Regions from separate parts of the Mus musculus genome. Here all the other regions are linked to region 2. The links are chromatin contacts, called in public Hi-C and HiChIP or PLAC-seq maps. All regions are on one chromosome and are shown on one strand. The core of a region is the stretch at or near the end of the contact, and the rest is flanking DNA. Distances in the headings are between cores, read along the strand shown.

Region 1 (2,987 bases), core at 228-2,727, 750 kb before region 2:
CCGGTCTCCCATTCCCTACAGTGCACCCAGTCTCCCATTCCCTACAGTGCACCCAGTCTCCCATTCCCTACAGTGCACCCAGTCTCCCATTCCCTACAGTGCACCCAGTCTCCCATTCCCTACAGTACACCCAGTCTCCCATTCCCTACAGTGCTTAGCCATCGAACACTCAGAACCCAACAAAACATGTTCTCACGTGACTCCAACTTAGGAGTGCTTCTCTACGTCCTTAAATGTCTCCTGTGGTACACTTCTCTACCTGAGTCCAATCCATGCCCCGACAGGAGTGTTAACATTAGATCCAAAGTATTTCCTCACAAGCAGTCTTTCCTGACCCCCAGCTGGGTTCCAAGATCTTATCTGTGAAACCTTCTGACTTGAACACCCCTCAACAAAGTAGGACATCAAAGGTGTAAGACGGAGTTCAACGTCTAAACTATCAGCTAGGATGCTCCCACAAACACAAAATAAAGCTTAAATCCTAGGCACTGACTATTCAGAAGAGGCCTCACAGTTAGCTGTCAGGACTGGAGCAGCGAGCGTGAACTGGATCCACACCACACTAAGGAATGACAAGAGAGGGGTGTGGTGAACACAGCTTAGCCTTTGGCAAATGGATAATACTCGGAGGCACACAGAGACTCAGGGCAAATGCTTGAAATCTTTACAATCCATGAGTTCCAGCTCAGGTAGAGAAGCCGCTGGGTGATCTATGAAAATGCCGTGCATCCCCACTTCTGCCCAAGCTCCAGTGACCCGCAGTGAATTGGGAACTTTCTAAAATAACCCCTCGTTAAAGGTCATGGCTTGAGAGGCGGGACAGCAAACACAGTCTCACCCCTCACCCCATGAACTCGCCATCGCTGAAATACTAGATAAAAATGCTAGGTATTCAGGCCTTCTGGCTATTTTAATCCCCCATAAGAGACAGGCTGCAGTAAACGCGTATGCACTTGCTGTTAGGATGAAGCCATACACACAGCAGAGGTGGCAGCCAGACACTTTACATGGCGGGCAGTCATCGGAGCCAGCAGACATCTGTACTGACTCAAATCCAATGAGAATCTTGGTGGCCTAAGATCAATAGCATTTGCCTTTGTGTTTCACCTCCAAAGCTCCTGCTACTTCCTAAGGTTGGTGGTCTTGGCTGGGAAAGATGACAGTTTGCCTAAAACTGGGGGAGCGTCAGTGTTCTAAGGAAATGGGAAGAATGTTAGGAGAGGCTACCTGGGACACTTTCTCTTGAAGAATGGCGTCCCTGTCAAGCCCAGGGTCCCTGCCTCTGTCAAGTACAACAACCGTTGATGTCCCCATACGAATTAATGTAGGAGAGTCATCTGGGTCTGAAAGTACCGCTTTCAAAATGAAATGTTGATTTGGGAGTGTTTCCAACCTTGTTGGAATACACAAGATCCCCAACTCTAGAAGAGCAACGGGAACTTGAAAAGGGCAGTTCAGGTAGGTTCTCAAACCAGTCTGGGGAAATACCACAAACACGTCACCGAGACAATAATGAAACAAGAGAGCCAGCCTCTGACCTCCAGGGTTACAAGATGAGAAAAACAGTTTGGCATTTATTTTAAGGGCAAGTTTCAAAACCCAACACTGGCCTGAGAAACAGGAACCAATGCTGAGGCTTTCTTTACATAGAGGGACAGCAGCCAAACATAATGGTAACTTTGAGATAACTGACATCCTACACTGCATAACTGACAAAAACACACCAAGCCACCCCCTCCCTGGCATTATGAGTCAAAACAAACTGCTGACAAACGCAGACAGCTATGTGAGGGGGTGCAACAATAACAGAGAACACACAGGCCTCTGTTTGTCTTTCAAGTGTTACAAGTCAGCTTGTGATGGGAGAACACAGCAGCTATTTCTTTAAAAGGCTGTTTACACATTGAAAACGTCTCAGATGTTCCTCAAAGCCACTTTGCTTATACAGAAGAAAAGGAGGGGGTAGGCATAGTTAGCAAGAATGCCAGAGCCAAGCCTCCAAGAATGCCTTTTAAAAGGAATAAAGGGGAAAGAGACACTAAGAAGGTACAAGAGAACTTTCCCGAACATCTAACGGAATTCTCACATCATATCCTACACATCAAGAAATTCTATCAACAGCAATGCAGGATAGTTTCCAGAACACGATGCCTGCTACTCTAAGGGGGATCTGGAGCAGGGAAGACCAACCATGTTCTGTCAAGGCGAACCACGAGTTATGATCAAGGACCTTTGTCAATAATGCAGACCAAACAAAACCACGTTATTCATGTCGAAAGCGCACATTTGGAGGATTCCCCAGTTGTTGTAAGCTGGTATATTTAGGGTCATGAGCGCAGCACAGAACAGAAACAAAAAGTCTTTAAGGAAATGTTAATATAAGAATTTAAAGGAAGTGAAAACAGCTCGCAGGGGTTCAGAGAGCCAGCCACTGAGTGGGAGAGCTGTGAATGCTCACTGCGCATGCGCACGGGGCATGCAGGAGCAGGCAGAGGCGCTGTGTGTAACCACCTCTAACTTTTCCACAAACGTTACTTCACTAAAGATAGACACACAGTTAAGACAGCGCCCTGAATTGTGACTACTCTGCAATAAACAGCAGTGATATTAATCTATTTACCCACGTGCCTTTCTTTTAAAATAACTGGCCCCGGAACTGGCCCCGGCTGCCAAATCTCAGGAAGGTGGCATTGTTTATCCACAAGTTCTAAATGACCGACTTTAGACTTTTTGCTAGTTTCCAATGTGAAATTTTACCTTTTACCTCTTTCCAAGCAATAGAAGCTCTTTATCTAGATTAAATCAAGATTTTCAAATAATAATATGGAAATTGGGAGAAATAGCAACTATTATATGTATCTGCCAAGTCTGAACACTGTTTTGAATACTATGTGGAAATACACAGAAGTGACTTTTGCCTTTAAATTAATTGAAGGCTATTCCTTCCTTGGAACCTTGCTCACTCTCAAGGGCTTTCTCATTTTCCT
Region 2 (2,877 bases), core at 59-2,558:
ACTCTTCATCATCACAATTTTCCTTAGAGTGTTTTTTTCTTTCTTGGGCCACTGTTTCCTAGGCTGGTACTGTAGTTCATCTGTGAGAATTATGAATCGATCATAGCATAGCCCATAGAGGAAAGCCGCTTCAACTTCAGTAGATCTGGACAGACGAATCAGTCAATCTCCCTGAATCTCGTGTGTTAACGGGGAAAACTGAATGTATTGCACACATTTATGAAACCATTCAAGAGGAAAATCAATAAAAGTTGTCCAATTATTATGATATACAATGAATTCTGTAGTATTCTTTTATATTTCCATAACAAATTTTGGTGAGGACCTATCTAAAACATTTTGTCTCGTTAATCTTTTCTGGCTAATGATTTGAAAAGCAGACCTTAAGGTATGACATAGACTATAGAGATTTAGGGGATATAAGGCAATCGGAGTACCTAAGCATACTTGGCATTTCTGACAAGCTATTGGCTCTAGCGTTTGATTAGTCTAAATTCAGTCTAAGAACAGCCTCATCCCCAGGGGTAGAAGATGCTTTCCCATTCTTCAGATTAGCATCCTCAACAATTAAAAGATACAACAAAACAACACAGAACAAATACAACCTTGTTACCTTGTTAGTACCCATTTTCTAAAGAACCAAGTGCTGGAAGTTTCTAGTACTTTATAGGAGGTTATTATGGAAGGAAAAATTAGCGTGTGGCTCCAATATTTCAGCAGTAACAAAAATGTTTAGAGAACAAATATGCTTCATATTTTTTTTGTGAACATAGTATTAGGCTATCCCCCCTCTTCCCTCCACAGTATCATGGTGACCAACTGCACAGAAATTTTTGTTTGAGAATGTTTTTGTTTGAGAATGGTGTGCACGCAATGTTGAAAGAGAGGGTATCACAATTCACAAACAATGCTGAATAAAGTCCTTTTCTCCAAAGTACAAATTTATTTGTGTATGTGGTGGAAGCTTATACGTTTTAAAAGTGGTTCTCAAGAAGGCCAAGTAGACACTAACCTCACCTAGTGGCTAAACCGCTTTCTTTTCCATTGATTTCTCTTGTAATTTCTAAATTCATAAAAAAGTAAAGATTAAGCAATAACATTCAAAAACACTGGAGGCGTAACTGCAGCTAACTGAGGAAGAAACATTGTAACAGCAATAATAATAGATGAAAATTGGTCCTCGTGATAATGACCAGTGAGTGCCCATGCAGACGTTTGCCAGCCAGATACTGGGTTTCCTATAGTTCAGGGCAGAAACACACAGCCTGTAACCCTTGATGACAATAATACTTCCTGCTATGTCGCACATTCAGCTTCAGATCTGCATAGCTCTGAGTAAGAAAGAAACAAGAGGGACAGTATGGGTTACAGTTAACTACAAACCTCGGGAGCAGTTTTTGCATTGTCACCCACCCAGCACCCACAAATTGGTTTAATTCCATACACACCACTCTCAGGCTGAATAGTCCACCATATCTCTCATTTTCCAGTCCCAGTGGAGTGTTTTTCTGCCCTTTCCTAGAAAGTGTTAGCTCTTCTGTCTACCTAGTATTTCAGATTCCAATAAGATAAGTGCTATTTAAGAGTGACTGCAGTGGCTCTTAAAGATATGTCTAATACTAATTACTGACATGGGCTTCAAATCTCCTGAGGGACAGCTACTGCTCTATTCTGCTTTGTAATTGCAAAGAATGCCTTCATGTTCTAATAAGTATCCAAAGAGTTTTTCTGGATGAAGCCAATCTCCAATGCCTGAAAATGCAGCACTTCTTAAGATTCTGAATCTAGCCATGAAATAAGGTCTCAGTAATAAGTGAATGAATTCACCCAAGCTAAATGGGCCCGGTGTGGTCATTGTGTAACCAGGAACATCAGGCAACATGTATAGCTTAGGATGTTTTAGGTCAATGCAAGTTAAGAATTGCCAGCTCACCCTAGCTTAACATGGGGCATGTTTACTTGGCAAATGCTCAATATGAGTTTTCTGCATTTCATTTCAGCATGATGACTTCATAGCTCGATTCTAAACACCACACATGTGAAAAAAGCACACAGCACTTGTGTTCATGACCACTGGCTAAAGAAAACCATGATGCCATATCTCAGTGTAGGGGAATGTGACAGTAGGAAACCTATCTGTACCTAGAACAAGAGTAGGAAATACTCAGTAAATAGTAACCTTAATGATTATTTTAACATCAATTCATTTGGTGACTAAGACCTGATTACTGACATCTTATTTCAGTTTCTGTATTTCCCCAACTTTTACTTACTTTATAATATCATCATTCAGTAGGGTCATAAATGGGACTTTTATCTTTGGTCAACAACCCCTACCCTACAAACCCTACCACATAACTGATTACTTCATTTCATACTTAAAAGATTCTTCTCAAATGTTTTTTTTCTGTTATTATCTCTACCTTAATTTCTACTCTTCCATAGCCACCCTAAATTTCTTTTTTTTAAAATAGGTTCTCAGCCTACATACTTTCTAACCCATGCTAGTAAAAATACTGCAGCCTATATTTTATCTCTCTATATATTTTATTCTCTTTTATGGCAGTTATTAATATGAAATGTCATTTTTTTAAATAAGGTAACATCTCTAAAAGTAAAATGTAATTGTGGTAGAAACAGTAATACAGCATTTAATATTTCTGTCTTCATATGTCCTCAGATTTGTCATTAACTAGAGTCTGACTAGTAGAAACATTGGTTTGATTTTTTTTATTACGTATTTTCCTCAATTACATTTCCAGTGCTAGCCCAAAAGTCCCCCACACCCTCCCCCCCCACACTCCCCTACCCACCCATTCCCATTTTTTGGCCCTGACGTTCCCCTGTACTGGGGCATATAAAGTTTGCCTGACCAAT
Region 3 (2,910 bases), core at 361-2,860, 770 kb before region 2:
CATATGCTGCTCAGCCTCACTGCATATGCTGCTCAGCCTCGCTGCATATGCTGCTCAGCCTCAATGTATGTGCTCCTCATCCTCACTGCACCTGCCCCTCATTATCACTGAACATGCTATCCTTACTGCACCTGTTCCTCATCTTCACAGCACCTGTTCCTCATCCTCACTGCACCTGTTCTTCATCTTCACTGCATCTGTTCTTCATCCTCACTGCACCTGCCCCCCATCCTCACTGCACCTGCCCCCCATCCTCACTGCACCTGCCCCTCATCCTCACTGCACCTGCCCCCCATCCTCACTGCACCTGCCCCCCATCCTCACTGCACCTGCCCCTCATCCTCACTGCACCTGCTCCCCATCCTCACTGCACCTGTCCCTCTTCTTCAGTGCACCTGCACCTCATTCTCACTGTACCTGCTCCTCGTCCTTGCTGTTCCTCCTCTTCACTTGCTGTCTTTTGCCTCTGTACTGTTACATAACTGGTGATTCAGAGTCCATGGTCATTTATGTAAACCGCAGTCATATAGCCATCTATAGTCATCCCTCTGGCTACATTCTATTAACTATAATACAGTTTTCAAAATTCTTTCAGGACTATCTTTCTAAAGCACAGGTCAGAGAACTTCATTCATCACCTGAGGCAAGCGATGGCCTAATTTTTAAAAGTCTGTGTTTCTGAACATTCATTCTCACAAACTGAAAGCTATAACCATACTTTCCCTGACATCTCACTTGAAGACATCTGACCCAACCCACTGCTAAGGTATTCCCCCCATCTAAGACATATTAGAAGCCCTGTGTTTACAGCATTATAGCTTCACAATGCCAAATTCATGGTACTGTTGAGAGACCACTCATCTCCCAGCAAAGTCCCAGTCTCAGATGTTGGAACTAATCCTTCTGGGCCTGGGAGATCCCACAGTTTTGTCCAGAATTCTACCATTCCAGTTCCTTACGTTATATTCAAAGAATTGTCACTGGTGAATGCTCGTAAGGGGAAAAGGTATAAGAAAGGGAGGGGGAAATGAGAACAAAAGGGGATTCTTTAAGATAGGCAACAAGTGACAGGAATTACAACATCCCCAGAGTTGTCTGTACACAGCAGGCACTTGAGAAGATAAAGAGTTAAATGGTTGGTAAATTAAGAGCAAACCAAATAAAACTTGTTCTGGGTCTCAAACCTCAGAAGTTTGGGGAGGTTTTTTGTTTGTTTGTTTTGTTTGTTTTTTCTTTTCAGTTTACTGTAGCATGCGTTGAACTAAAGAAAGGACTTCTATGCCTGCACTGGTCAACACAGAGTCTTAGGAAAGAACCTACCGAGCTTAACTAAGGCAGGGAGTTACGGCTGAGTGGTAGAAAGGTGAACTAGCAAACACTACTAATAGCAAACAAACAAGCAAGCAAACAAAAGACACAGTCAGCATGCAGAGGAACCTGAGCACAACGAAACCAAATTCTCCACGGAAAGGTACTTCTATTCTCAAATATTCACTGACCACCACTTTAAACCAAAAGCATAATTTGTCACTTCACATAGTTTAATGAACTGATTCTGTAAGAGCTCTCTAAAGAGGAAGAGGCGGTGAGTGGGAGATCCTTATCTAGTGTCAGGAAGCGGATATTCTTTTTAAAGGTCACAGAGCTAGACCGGGGCTTGGCCCCTATCTAAGCTGTTCCAAACATCTGGCTGAAAAGCCACTCAGATATGAGAGTTGCCACAACCCTCACTAAAGCAGTTTGGTTAATTCTGAACTGAAAATTAATAGGAGAAAACTGCAGAAAAGGGATGTAAGATAACTTGGAGCTCATGCAAAATGCTGACCAATATCTTGGAATGTTTTGAAAACAAAATTGATTTTTTTCTCTCTCTCTTTTCCCAGTATAAAGCAATCCAAATGAGGCTGAGCTACAAAAGATATTCCTTGTTAGTGTTGAACAAGCACTATCAGTAATGCTTTACAGGTTTTGTATACAAAACCACATACGGTCAAGAGAGAAACGTTTCATCACAGATGACACTACTTTCAGTATTTTCTCATTTTTCTTTTAGCCAAACCTACTTTTGTAATCTAGAAGAATTTGAAAAAAAAAAGTATACAGGTCTATTCATTAGTAATTGCAATTTGCTGTGTGTTTAAAAACTAAAAGGAGAGGTATTTAATTTTCACTTCAATGTGTTATTATTCATATATTTAAAGATTTTTTTTTAAATCTTAAAAGAATAGGATCTTTCTGTTGTGGTTTTGTACAAACCTGATCCTCTGCAGCAGGCTGGAACACCCACGGCCACCTACCTGGTAGAGAGCTCGGGGGAGATGAGCTACCGCCCTCAGAGCAACCACCTCAGCAAAGTGTCCCTCCACTGCCACACAGGCACAAGCAGGGAGAAGAGGCCTGGGAGGAGGATCTCCACGCACCTCAGTCGGTACTTACTGTTACACTAGCACTGTGCGGCCGACAAGTGCACACCTTCTCTGTATACTTAGGACACATGACACCCAGAAGGAAGCTGCTTATAGAATCTCCCTGAAGGCCATTTTTGGTCCTCTAGCTATTTGGTCGAGATTAGGTTTTTAAACGTAAGTGTTATCAGCCTCCTTCATGAAGACCTTCTAAAAAATTCATTGGGAAAATATCTTGCACATAAGGGTGTCTGTGTGTGTGTGTGTGTGTGTGTGTGTGTGTGTGTGTGTGTGTGTGTGTGTGTGTAATTAAGATAATCTGCCAGCAGACATGAAGTGAAGTCACCTTCCTACAGCTCCAGCTTGTGGGAGACTGAAGCAGGAATGATTTGAGTTCAAGGTCAGCATGGGGTGTGGACAACAAGGCTGAGCAGATAACAGGATATATTGCTCTTATAGAGGACCCAGTTTGGTTAGGTTACCAACACCCATGTCAGGTAGCTCA

The links. Hi-C and Micro-C count contacts between places; a contact is called where the count stands out from the background. HiChIP or PLAC-seq counts read pairs in DNA pulled down with a chosen protein or histone mark.
Region 1: an H3K27ac HiChIP or PLAC-seq map of regulatory T cells shows a contact between it and region 2, with 9 times the contacts expected there. The contact joins two enhancer-like sites. A contact is called at or near these places in 1 of 15 datasets of contacts at CTCF or cohesin (pro-B cells), 2 of 484 Hi-C or Micro-C datasets (B cells and Th1 cells), 3 of 115 datasets of contacts at active chromatin or transcription factors (cardiomyocytes and regulatory T cells) and 1 of 9 other capture datasets (embryonic stem cells).
Region 3: a contact with region 2 is called in a Hi-C map of regulatory T cells, with 4 times the contacts expected there. The contact joins two enhancer-like sites. A contact is called at or near these places in 2 of 484 Hi-C or Micro-C datasets (Th1 cells and regulatory T cells) and 1 of 115 datasets of contacts at active chromatin or transcription factors (memory CD8 T cells).

The regions. Positions count from the first base shown.
Region 1 is chr16:52,059,906-52,062,892 of GRCm38.p6, reverse strand. All of the region lies in intron 3 of Cblb (Casitas B-lineage lymphoma b), which reads right to left. Among named protein-coding and RNA genes, the nearest start is that of Cblb, 30 kb to the right of the region's middle. Within about 2 kb of position 1,477, at least 228 of the 459 cell types and tissues checked have an H3K27ac peak or open chromatin away from gene starts, as enhancers often do. A contact at or near this core is called in regulatory T cells, where this site is marked.
Region 2 is chr16:51,311,627-51,314,503 of GRCm38.p6, reverse strand. No RefSeq gene overlaps it. Among named protein-coding and RNA genes, the nearest start is that of Gm32431, 260 kb to the right of the region's middle. Within about 2 kb of position 1,308, at least 6 of the 459 cell types and tissues checked have an H3K27ac peak or open chromatin away from gene starts, as enhancers often do. A contact at or near this core is called in regulatory T cells, where this site is marked.
Region 3 is chr16:52,080,716-52,083,625 of GRCm38.p6, reverse strand. All of the region lies in intron 3 of Cblb (Casitas B-lineage lymphoma b), which reads right to left. Among named protein-coding and RNA genes, the nearest start is that of Gm23513, 23 kb to the left of the region's middle. Within about 2 kb of position 1,610, at least 84 of the 459 cell types and tissues checked have an H3K27ac peak or open chromatin away from gene starts, as enhancers often do. A contact at or near this core is called in regulatory T cells, where this site is marked.